Regions from separate parts of the Mus musculus genome. Here all the other regions are linked to region 1. The links are chromatin contacts, called in public HiChIP or PLAC-seq and promoter capture Hi-C maps. All regions are on one chromosome and are shown on one strand. Each heading gives the region's core, a stretch centred on a gene start, on an enhancer-like site or on the middle of the called end of the contact. The rest is flanking DNA. Distances are from core to core; before and after follow the strand shown.

Evidence for each region. Promoter capture Hi-C pulls out the DNA fragments that hold promoters and counts their contacts. HiChIP or PLAC-seq counts read pairs in DNA pulled down with a chosen protein or histone mark. Capture Hi-C pulls out chosen DNA fragments and counts their contacts.
Region 2: a promoter capture Hi-C map of erythroid cells shows a contact between it and region 1, with 15 times the contacts expected there. The contact joins the promoter of Ubl7 here to the promoter of Snx33 in region 1. A contact is called at or near these places in 3 of 39 promoter capture datasets (erythroid cells, hematopoietic stem and progenitor cells and liver) and 1 of 9 other capture datasets (liver).
Region 3: a promoter capture Hi-C map of adipose tissue shows a contact between it and region 1. The contact joins the promoter of Tspan3 here to the promoter of Snx33 in region 1. A contact is called at or near these places in 4 of 115 datasets of contacts at active chromatin or transcription factors (astrocytes, bone marrow-derived macrophages, embryonic forebrain and 1 more) and 2 of 9 other capture datasets (adipose tissue and embryonic stem cells).
Region 4: a contact with region 1 is called in an H3K4me3 HiChIP or PLAC-seq map of bone marrow-derived macrophages, with 3 times the contacts expected there. The contact joins the promoter of Cplx3 here to the promoter of Snx33 in region 1. A contact is called at or near these places in 1 of 39 promoter capture datasets (pre-B cells), 1 of 115 datasets of contacts at active chromatin or transcription factors (bone marrow-derived macrophages) and 1 of 9 other capture datasets (liver).

The regions. Positions count from the first base shown.
Region 1 is chr9:56,926,943-56,929,735 of GRCm38.p6, forward strand. Snx33 (sorting nexin 33) reads right to left here and starts at 1,429. Exons shown (of 2, transcript NM_175483.5): 1 at 1-1,429.
Region 2 is chr9:57,909,544-57,912,336 of GRCm38.p6, forward strand. Ubl7 (ubiquitin-like 7 (bone marrow stromal cell-derived)) reads left to right here and starts at 1,443. Exons shown (of 11, transcript NM_001122873.1): 1 at 1,443-1,516.
Region 3 is chr9:56,159,714-56,162,506 of GRCm38.p6, forward strand. Tspan3 (tetraspanin 3) reads right to left here and starts at 1,357. Exons shown (of 7, transcript NM_019793.3): 1 at 1,087-1,357. The coding sequence starts at 1,149.
Region 4 is chr9:57,604,824-57,607,616 of GRCm38.p6, forward strand. It overlaps Cplx3 (complexin 3), which reads right to left and starts at 1,458. Exons shown (of 3, transcript NM_146223.3): 1 at 1,158-1,458. The coding sequence starts at 1,321. Lman1l (lectin, mannose-binding 1 like) reads right to left here. Exons shown (of 13, transcript NM_199222.3): 13 at 2,210-2,457. The coding sequence ends at 2,325. It overlaps Gm32392 (a long non-coding RNA gene), which reads left to right and starts at 1,608. Exons shown (of 3, transcript XR_003948333.1): 1 at 1,608-1,887.

The DNA of each region.
Region 1 (2,793 bases), core at 179-2,678:
GCTGTCTAGCTGCCTTTTGGTCAAAGAAGTGTCCATGGTCCAGAAACTGCCTTGGGGTATCTGCCTGTAAGCAGGGAGGGGTTGGTCATGGCCACAGTCTTTCTCCTCTCCCTTGGCAGCCCCTGGAAAGGAGCGGGTCTCTCCCTCCTCACACACCAAGCAGAAAAGTCAAATGACTTGAAGAAAGCAGCTCTGCTAGAACCAGAACGAGACACACACTTTCCACTAAAACAGTGTTGTACAACAGAAGAGATTTACCCTCAGACCACGGTCCCAGGAACGCAGGCAAGGTTCTGCCTCCTCTGGCTCTCCGTTCTTACTGGCTCCGGCTTTGGGAGGCTCTCACATTCTTCTGGAGATCTGCTCCTTCCTCCTTCCTCTCTCCTCCCGGGCCACCGCGTCTTCAAGAATCCAGAAAATTCAAGAGGGGCAAAGAGAATAACAGCAGAGTCCTGAACCAATTCCAAGGGTGGATGTGTCCGGCCTCCAAAAGAGCCAGGCCAGGAAAACAAGGGCCAAAGCTTGCACAACCGGCTGAAAACTACTCGACCCAGGGGGTGCGACCCCGTCTCGCTAGCTCTGGTGCCCTCTTCCCGCCCTGCAAATGGCCAGCCCCCGCCCCCAGATAACAAGGGGGGGCGCGACAAGCAGCGCAAAGAACTTCTGGCCTCTTTCACTCAGTGCCTCTTTTGTTTGCCTAATTCCTCGGCAGTTTCAGAGTATGAAGCTGACCCGGATCAGAGTCTCAGAACCCCTGTCCAGAAGTAACGCTAGGAGAAACCTCCACCATCACCACCCCCCGCCCCTGATGTGCCCCGGAACACTCAACAGCAGTCAGTAGATAGAGCTCTGTCGAACAGATGGCGTAGTCGGGTGTTTGTCAGTCCGTCCGTAGGTTCGTTCTCCGCGATGCCCTCTGGATCCGACCCGAGAGGGACTAGCTGAGCCCCAGCTTCTTGCCTCTTTGCCCCTCACTCGCAGCCCTTCAGCGCTGCCAGCAGGAAGCCAAGTCCAAAACAAACATTCACCCTCCCTTCAAAAAACTAAAAAGAAAAAGAAAAAAGAAAAAGAAAGAAAGAAAAGAGAAGGGGGGAGGAGTCCAGGAGATGGCGTTCCGAGGAAGGAGGCTAAAGCAGTAGGGGAGGTGAGGGGTGGAGAGAGAGGGAGGGAGGTATGAGGGAGGGAAAGCAGGCTACGGAATTCAACAAACTCTACCGCACTTCCGTGCGTCCTGGCCGGTCAGGGACCGCACAGCTCCGCCCTCCCGCGGCCAGGGTGCCACCGCCGGCCTTCCGCTCACTTTCCTTCTGGCGGGCGCCCTCCCTCTCTCCGGTTCAGTCCCGGTGGCCGGGATCCAGGAAATGGACCCGGGAGTCGGGGAGCTGCGAGCTTTCAGCAGCCCAGTTGCCGGCGCCCAGAGCCGCTTCTCGCTCGGATTGGATCGCCGCGTGGGGGAGCTCGCCAGCCGCCTTCGAGCTTCGCCTCCTGGACTTGGTCATCCATCTGCCTTTTCCGTGACGCAAGTGCAGGAAAACTCCGAAAGTTTGCGGAGCGCAGTGGCAAGGAGGGAGCTATAAAGGCTAGGAGAACCGCCTCGGCTGCAGGGGAGCAGAGCTGCGGACTCCCTTTTCCCAACCTCCTTTCCCGCCACGCGTACTTCGATCTGTCTAGGGGCTAACACAGCTCCCGGGTTGTTCTCAGATGGTGTAGGCAGCAAATTGTGACCCTGGTATCCCGCAGGTGATAACCGATGCTGTAAGCAAGATAGGGAGAGGAGCCCTCCTGCCTTCCGCAGCTCCCAGAGTGTGGGGGTGGGGTGCCAAAGACCATGTAACTTCTTCAGTGACAAGTTGCAAGTTTAGGCACAGGCGGGTTCTGGGTTGCTTTGTCCTTTCGCGGGAGCCAGATCTTCCTTCCAGGCCAGCAGCAAATAGCAAGGAGAGAGGAGTGGTCTGGTAAATAGCCTTTAGGCTTCCAGGATTCGACCCTCCACATTAGGCAAAACTAGGTGTACTAAAGACAGGAGTTGTGCTGAACTCTGGAGCGAATATAACAGCTGGATTGCTGCTGTGGTTTTTAATTCACACTGTCTGTCCCATCATTAAGTTTATATTCCAAACAACAAATTAACCGAAACTAAGATTATCGTCTGGAAGGTCATAAGTATCTTCACAGAGAAGCAAGATGTTCCAGCCTAGTGTGGCCAGTGTCGTGCAAAATGCTTGGGAAGGCACTGATCCCAGCCTAAGTGGAACACATATCAAGAACCTTCCAAGCCGTGGTCACCCATTCCTTCAGTCCCAGCACTAACAGAGACAGGCAGATCTCATGAGTTTGAGGCCAGCCTGGTCTACAAAATGAGTTCCAGAAAGCTAGGGATACATAGAAAACCCCTGCCTCTCTGTCTTGTCTCTGTCTGTCTCTCTTTGTTTTTCTCTCTCTGTCACACACACACACACACACACACACACACACACACACACACACACGCACGCACACACACACACCTCCTCTTCCTCTTGGAGCCCTAGAGCCTTATTTACCCAATCTTGCTAGGGCTTCCTACCTCCAGGTTACTATTGTTCTTACTTATTGCTGATTAACTGGTATAAAGTAGTGCTGCTGAAGGTTGGGACATTTGGCTGTTTTGAGGGTCATGACTCCTAGACCTCTGACTCCAAAACTCATAAACTTTGACTCCCTATGAAGGATAACAGCTGGTCGTGATGACACACACGGGAGACTGAGTGAGTGCCAGGCCAGCCTGTGCCACATCTAGCAAGATCTTACCAA
Region 2 (2,793 bases), core at 193-2,692, 980 kb after region 1:
CACCGTGAAACTCTCTAGCAGCATGCATATTTTATAAGACCAGGAGGGTTAATTATGTATGTGTAGTTTGCTTTTTCTCTGTTAAGCTATTGTACTCAGTTACTACCCGAGTTCTGTCCTAGAGTGGACTGTACAAGAATACAACTTTTGTTTTGTTTTGTTTTTCGAGACAGGGTTTCTCTGTGTAGCCCTGGCTGTCCTGGAACTCACTATGTAGACCAGGCTGGCCTCAAACTCAGAAATCTGCCTGACTCTGCCTCCTGAGTGCTGGGCTTAAAGGCGTGCGCCACCACGCCCGGCAAGAATACAACTTTTACACTTGTGTACACAGTAGCTATTATGAACTTTTTTTAAAAAAAAGATTTATTTATGTATTTTATACACTGTCACTGTCTTCAGACACACCAGAAGAGGGCACCGGATCCCATTATAGATGGCTGTGAGTCACCACTTGGTTGCTGGAAATTGAACTCAGGACCTCTGGAAGAGCACTCAGTGCTCTTAACTGCTGAGCCTTCTCTCCAGCCTGAACTTTATCTTTTAAAATTACATTTTTTTATTAGTGTGTGTGTGTGGTCAGTTTTGGGGAGTCAGTTCAATCCTTTCACCATTTGTTCCCGGGGAGGTCCTCAGGTTTGAATGCAAGTGCTTTTACCTGCTGAGCCATCTCACCCGTCCCTCAGCTTCACAGTTTTAAAGTTGGTTGTTTTTGGTTATTGTTTTCCTTAATTGTGGAACTTTCTGAGAAAAATCACTTCTCTCTTGAGTTTAGCTAACTCTAACTTTTGTGTAAACTCAATCCAATTTGATTGTGCATTAGTTTCTCAGCCATCTAAAACAGGCAGTGTCTCCACGAAAGTTCAGTGGAAATTCCCCTCCCCAAACTGATTCTACGAATGACTGTGTTATAAACCCCATTGTTGCATGTTCGCGGTGGGCCAGAAACCCGACTTAATCACTCCCCTTACGGACTCAACTTTTAGCGCCCTGGTGCGCTGCCACAAGGCAGGTTTCCTGGGAGAAAGGAGCAAGAAGCACAAGAGGCTGGCTACGTGGGAGAACTGCGTCTTCATCGGAAGGGCCGCGGGGCGCCTGTCCACTTAGGAACCCGTCCCCCTCGGAGAAGGCTCGCCCTCCGGCCTAGGACTCCTCCAAACCCGGGACAACCAACAGGCTTCACATATATCCCTGGAGAGCGCGGGAATCATCGGGCTATTGGCTGCTTTCGAAAATTCCACACTGAGTCTCCCTACCTCAGGTGGTGGTACAATTGTGTCTGACAGAAAGCTACAACCTACTGGCTTCTAGGACCTCAAACTGCTCGTGCTCGCACTCACGCCTCCTAGGACCCGGAAGCATTGCCACTAGCTGCTGGACGGCCATTTATAAGGGGCTGGGTCTCAGTGAAAACTATAGTCCCCAGAATGCAGCGCGGAGCTTCCGGTTTCCGGCAAGAGGACCAGAGTGAGTGTTTACACCGGCGGCTCGCTGCGGCCGGGTTCCTTCCGCGGGACGGGTGAGGGCGCTGGGCCCCCTCCCTGGGCGCGCGGGGCTCTCGTGGGTCCGGAGTAGCTAACTGGTCCCACGAGAGAGGTGGGGTTGTCAACATTGTCCCTACTCACGACTAGGTATCTGTGACCTTGGGCCAAGAGACTTCAGCTTTCTGAGTCTTTATTCCTGATCTGTAAAATAAGGACAATGATGCCAGTTTCAGGAGACAGTTGTGAGGATTGAAATCGGTATACAAAAACCTCCTTTCTCGCTTTAAACCTAAAGGTGGATAGTACCTTGAAGTCCGCTGGGTCGCACCACAGTTTTTTCTTAGCCTTGTCTTTACTGCAAGAGACCTCTTTGGCAGAAATAGTGTCTGTAACAAGGACTGGTCTTGCGGTACAAGGCTCTTGCACCCTTTGAATTTTTAGATTTATTTTGTGGGCATTCATATATGTCAGGCTGGGGACTGTGTTAGAAAAGCTCTAGTCTTGGCTTTCAAGAATGGGGGGGGTTTCACAAATATGAGGGACGCAATGAGAAGTTGAGAAGTAAATAAGTTGTACAAGGGAAAAAGCAGCAAAGAGAAGGTAGCTTTCTAAGTCTGGCATCTGGTAATGAAGCTGGCTGACTTGTCCTCAAATCTATTGATTTGTGTTGCTCTTTTGCCTTGAGGGAACAGGGAATGTGTGACCAAGAAGAGAGCATGGAACCGATGTGTTTGTGTGGGTCTTGGTAGGAGTTTGCTAAGAGGCCAAAAAGGGAAGAGAACTTATATGCAAAGACAGGAGGTGAGCAGAGTTACATATAGGGGACAACTTTGTTATGAAGTATACTTACGTGTGTTGTTATAAAGGGGCAGGGCTGGGTCTATTGAAGAAAGCTGGTAGGCGTCAGAATAAATGGGTTTGTAATCTGGCTGTGGAGTTAACACCCACCTGTTCATAGAAGTGCTTTGGGATTAATGGGGGCCTTCTAAGCAGTTAAGTTTGTTAGATCTGTGTTTTAACAATAAGACATTGGGTGGTGCTATAGATCTCTGATAAGGGCAGGCAAGAGAGACAAGGGCCCTCCTTAAAGTGTTGTTATAGCTAAATCAAAAGCTGGAGAAGAAAACCAGAAATGAGTGTGTAGAAGGGAGAGGGTTGGGTGATCTTGCTTGAACCTCACAACATTCCTATCCAACTGATTGGCCTTTTGTGTTTACTTTTTTTTTTTTTTTCTTTTGTTTTTTTGAGACAGGGTTTCTCTGTGTAGCCCTGGCTGTCCTGGAACTCACTTTGTAGATCAGGCTGGCCTTGA
Region 3 (2,793 bases), core at 107-2,606, 770 kb before region 1:
GGGACTGTTCAAAGACTATCCTGAGTACTGTGGACAGGGAAAACTGCCCATGGCAAATGTTTATAACAAACCTGGGAAAAAGGAAACTTGATCCCAGCCTGAGAACCTGAGGGTCAGTTGGGTCCCAAATCACCAGTAGTGTGCCCATAATTAATAATTTATCAGAAAACACCCAACAGTAGTGTGTGGGTCATACTGCAGTACACTACCAGACTTTAAGTAAGAGTACCAAAGTAAAAAGGTTGAACTGTTCTAATATTAAGCTGTTCTTTTTTTTTTTTTTAAGAAACAAAAAAAGATGTGATAGACGACATTTTTGATAGTTTTTTTTCCTGGTGCAAAGTCCAGAAGGATTCAAGACGGAGGAGAGGGCCAAAGAACAACAGGTTAGTAAAAAGTCCCAGGTGAGATAATGACCTGACTCAAGACAGGTCGGTTATAAGCACTTTCTCTGGGGCCAGGTTTCCCGAGCCCCTCCAAAGAGCAACCTTTTATAGAAGTGAATTGGTTGCTTTAAAAATCTCCTGGCAGCTGATACATTTAAAAGGGTTTATAACCTCAGGCTACCCATCCCCACAACAGCGATTTTCTTGATCAAAGAAATGCTCTGCTGTTTCACGCTGAATCCTTTCCGTTTTCTGGGCTGCTTACCAGCCAACCAACTCTATACAAAGAGCTCTAAGCCGAAATTCCTGGCCCGGGACTCGACAGGCGTCCCCACGTAGCTGCTACATGACCTGGGGACAGCCGCTGGCTCTGCGAGGACTCAGACAAAGACAGCGGACCCGACTCACAGGGGAGTATCCCATTTCGGGCCTGGCGTCCCGACAGACTCAGCCCTGAGAACAGAGCGACCCGCAGGCTCACGCCGCGGCGACCCGCGTAACCCTGGCACCGTGCCAGCGGACCGGAGGCCCCCCGGGACCTCCGGTCGGCACCGTCCTGGCCTCTGCTGGGCCCTGGAAGGACCTCACCAAGAGCTCCGAGGCCGCAGGGCCCGGGCGACCCCTCGGCCGGCTCCCGCGCCCGCCTGGTCCCCACGCGCCGCACAGAGGCCTCCCCTGTCCGGTCTCCCCGCCAGCTCACCCAGAAGATGAGGTTGAGGAAGACCAGCACGGTCTTAGAGGAGGTGATGCCGCATTGGCCCATGGTGCCGGCGGCCGGCGGAGGCCCGGCTGGGCGAGCGGAGCGGCGCTCACCGAGCGAGAAGGCAATGGCGCCGGCGGCTCTGCTGAGAACTGCTGGGCCCGAGCCGCGTTCCCGCAGACCCCCGCGCCGCCCCAGCAAGCACCTCGCAGCTGCGTGCAGCCCGCCGCAGGCCCCCTAGGCCGTTCCCAGGCAACTAAGTCCCGCGTCTGCGGCCGCTTCTGCCAATCAGCGCCGCGGAGAACGAGGTGGCCTCGCCTCTTAAAGGAGCCGACGCCTCCGCGCCTTTTCTTCTGGCCTCTGACCGTCCTTGAGTGTAGAATCCTCTTCTGGGGAATTTCTAGTGGGACAAACACGTTCCCCGTCTTATTGAGTTACTTTTACAAGACCAAATGACTGGAAGACCACAGAATTCTGTTCTGTTAACTACTCTTCCCTAGAAAGACCCACCTCACATGAGGATTTTCGTGACTGCATGATACCTAAGCAGCACCCCATATAAGTTGGGAAGAAATACGGTGGACATCAACACACGATTATGAAGAATTTAGTATGCCAGAAGCTCTGCTAGCTCTGATAAAAAAAAATCATCAGGAAAGGAGAAAACACTGGCGCACTAGCAAAGCAGAGATGGTTGGGCAAGGCAGCCACCCTTTCAGCTCTATTCTTTGGACTGAGATTTGCAATTACAGATACATCTTCATACATGTTGACATGTGCGCTCTTTCCTGTAATCTTAAATGAATGGTAGCAATTAGCACCTTAAAAATAAAAACGGAGTGTGTGTCTGTGTGTGTGTGTCTGTGTGAGCATGTGCGTGTGCACCCACAAACATCCCACAGCACAGAAGTAAAGGTCAGAAGACAACTTTGGGAGTCAGTTCTTTACTTCCACCCTGTGGGTCCCAGGTCATCAGCTTTGGTGGCAATGTGACCTCCGCTCTGCTGGCTGCATGCATATTAGCTTCTTTTAACTATTAGTTCATTCATGCCACTACCCCTCCCCCAGCTTCAGATGACTGTCAGACTAATTTTACTGGTAGGGTAATTAAGGGTTAGAAAGGATGCCAAACTTGCCTGCAGCCACACATAGAAGAGTGATCTAATGCAGAAGCCACCTCAGCCACACACAGTACTTCTGCCACTGTCCTGCACTCTCCCTTACTCGGGACCTCTTTACCTGTCCTCAAACATCTCTTTTTCCTGTAGCCTCCCTGGTTCATCATCTTCCCTGGGCATTCACAGAAATACCCAAGCACCTCAGCATCCTATTCATCTGTATCAAGCAATGTCCATGTTATCAAAGACCCACTCATGTTCCCAAGACCTCACTCTGCACCTATTCTAGGTGATGGCATTCCACCATGAGGAAGAAGACAATGCTTGCCCATGTGGGGTTTTCATTCCAGTAGAAGAGGGTAGATATACCATGAGCAAAGAGGCAAGCAGACATGAGACGCGATGGTTGGGTCAGACCTAGAACACTGTACTGAGTGACAGGTGCAGCTAAATCCATTCTCAGGGAGAGATATAAATAACATCCACCCCTCCTCCCCAGGTCCCAGTGACAAACCTGGGTACACCAATGCTCACTAATATAAGACTTACTTGAGAGCAAAAGGTGAGGAGTTATGAACAGGAGAATGGA
Region 4 (2,793 bases), core at 208-2,707, 680 kb after region 1:
CAGTTGTGATGTCATCTCAGGGGTTGAGAGAAGGTGTGGGGCCTGCAGAGGAGGGGCTAATATGGTCTGGAAGGAGGCAGTATGGACCTTCCAAACCCCTAGCTGGCCTGTGCCTAGTTAATCCCCTCAGACTAGCAGGCTTAGCTTTTGCCACAACCCACCACCGTGTCCATCCTCTGTGTTCTCCACTCCTGCCAATAGAGAGAGCTGAGTGGGAGGGAGTCTTGTTCTGTCTGAGTCTCTCTCTGAAGATCCTTCGCAATCTCTGACTCAAGTCTCTCTTTGCTTCTCTGACAGGCTGTGTGGAAGGGGCGGTGGGGTTATGTGTGCAGGGGTGTGTGTGGGACAGTCTGGACTTGATCCTAACCTGCTATTTTTGGTATGCCACATTCCTTCCACTTCTGTAAAGTGAGAAAACTTGCAACTCATAAAACAACCGGTACTAAGTTGAGTGACAATAGCTGACATGTCATGAAGATTTGCCACGTGCCAGGCGCTATACTAAAGGGTTAACATGCATTAAGTCATTCAGTCCTCACAGACGTATAGAGCACGTATTGTGATTACCACTTCCAATTTTCCAGAAGGAGAAAGGAAATCACAGAAATGTTAAATGACTTTTCTAAAGTTACTCAGCTAATAAGCAAAGTGAGGATCAGAACCAAGCAACCTCCCCGCAATGTTCAGACCGTCGCTCTCTCTATCTCCACTCTGCCCTAGAACTCTTGCATAGAGTAGGCTCAGTATCTCTGAATACCCCCATCGTGGATCTGTCCCCATGACGCTGAGCCCTGCCAGATGAAAAGTACTTTTCTTACAGCCTCAGGCTCAGAGGAGCCCCAGTTGGAATACATGCGGTTAAGACCAGATCGGATTAAGGGATTACCTATTTCATCAGAGATGCACGTGCACCCTCCCCCACCGCACCCCTACCCCTGCCACACTCTTCACCCTTTCCCCAACCCCCTCTAAGCCAGAGGATGAAGCTGGAACAGGGTCCTGGATTTGAAACGGGATGGCTATAAAATCAGCTCAGAGAGCACCTCTTGCTCTCTTACTATATTTAGGAGAAGTAGAGGGGATCTCTGAGAGGTGGGTGTAGCAGCGTGAGGGTATTTGAGTGAGGGTCACATGAGCGAAGAAGAAATTCCACTTACTTCTCCTCCACCAGTTGCTTCTGATACTCCTCGTACTCTTCTCGGCTCATGCCCTGTGCTTCGGCTGCAGACTTGTCTCCGTCCCCCTTGTCCTCGCCGCCCCCCAGGCTCCCTGTGAGGTTCTTCAGTTGGCCACCCACCATGGACTTCACCATGAACGCCATGGTCTTTTCTGACCACCGCACCAGGCGCCTGGTTCGTCAGCGCCTACTTCAGCACTAAGTCCCGGGGACAGCTCCGGTTGCGAGCTCGCGCCCCACGCTTTGAGCACTGGTCCCTACCTTCCCAAAACCCTCCTCACAGAGGGGGGAGGGTGCGGGGGGGCATGCACGGGGCTGAGAAGCCTGAACCACGTGCCTGCTCCTCACTCCCGCCTTTCCCACGTGCCTTCTTTAGCGCCAGCAAAGCACTGCTGGCTACTGCTGACAGCTGATTAGGGCTTGTGGTGGCGGGGTCCCTGCCCTGGGAGAAGGGGCTGCGCTGAAGTGTGCCTTGGTTCCTGCTTCCTACCCTCCAATGACCTCTTCTCCTGGGTCATCGAGAACCAGGACTTCATCTTGGAGTGCCCGGTAGCAGCAAGGGGCAAACACCCCCACCCTTATGTACCATTCCATCCTCCTCCTCCCCCCACCTCCACTCTACTGACCCTAGCATCTACCTCAAAGTGCTCAAGGCCAGGAAGTGGGGGAGACCTCAGAAGCGCAAGCAGGAATCCCAGTTATATGGTTCGGTGAGTTTGTGCTCAGTTCCTTTGTCACGTGTCTGCCCTGCTGTCCCTAGAGCCTCAGGGAAGGGGAGTATTGTTTGAGGGCACTGAAAAGATGAGCCAGAAGGAAACACAGGGACTTGTCCTTGTCCTTGGTGAGTTTAGGGACAGAATTTTGCACAGTTATCTCCCTTTGCTTCAGTAGTTCAGAGGGAAAGGGTGTGGGGGTATCTGGCTCTTGGCCTCCTTGCCTGCTTGCCTGTTTGCTTTCCTGATGCCCACACAGAGAAGGTAGAAGCTATCAGAGGCTATGTGAGGCTGGGAGATAAATGAGGCTATCAAAACAGCAAGAGGAAAATCACCTTTAATATGATGGACTTGCCAAAAACTGAGATGTGGGCACTGGCTAAATCCTCTATCCCCCATTTTTTTTCCCCAGTAAGACATGGCTTTGAGCTGGGTCAGGCTTGCATGCTGGGGGAGATGGGCTGTCTCCTCAGAACCCCTATCGTCCTGGTGATGGGTAATGCAGGCTCTAGAGAAAGGCTTCCTGTGGACAGGTACTCCTGAAGCCTCTTGTCCAGCTCCTGCCTGCTGTGAGAGAGAAAAGGTTACTTGAGTCTCCCTTCTGAGACCAAGTATTCACACTTGTCTCACAAGACTCAGTGTATGACAGGCTGCCACATTCTGGGACCTTCTGTGTCTCCCTTGATGTCCCATGAAGTCCCCATTTCACCCCGGCATTTGAAGTCTACCTGGGTGGTTTAGTGCCAGAGTTGCACTTCTAGGTATAGGTTTTCTTCTTTGGTTTTTGTTTTTGACAAGATCTCATTGTGTAGCCAGCCCAGGTTGGTCCAGATTTCGGCATCCCTCTACCTCAGCCTTCCAAGAGTTGAGATTAGAGACATTTATTTCTAATCCAGAGCATCG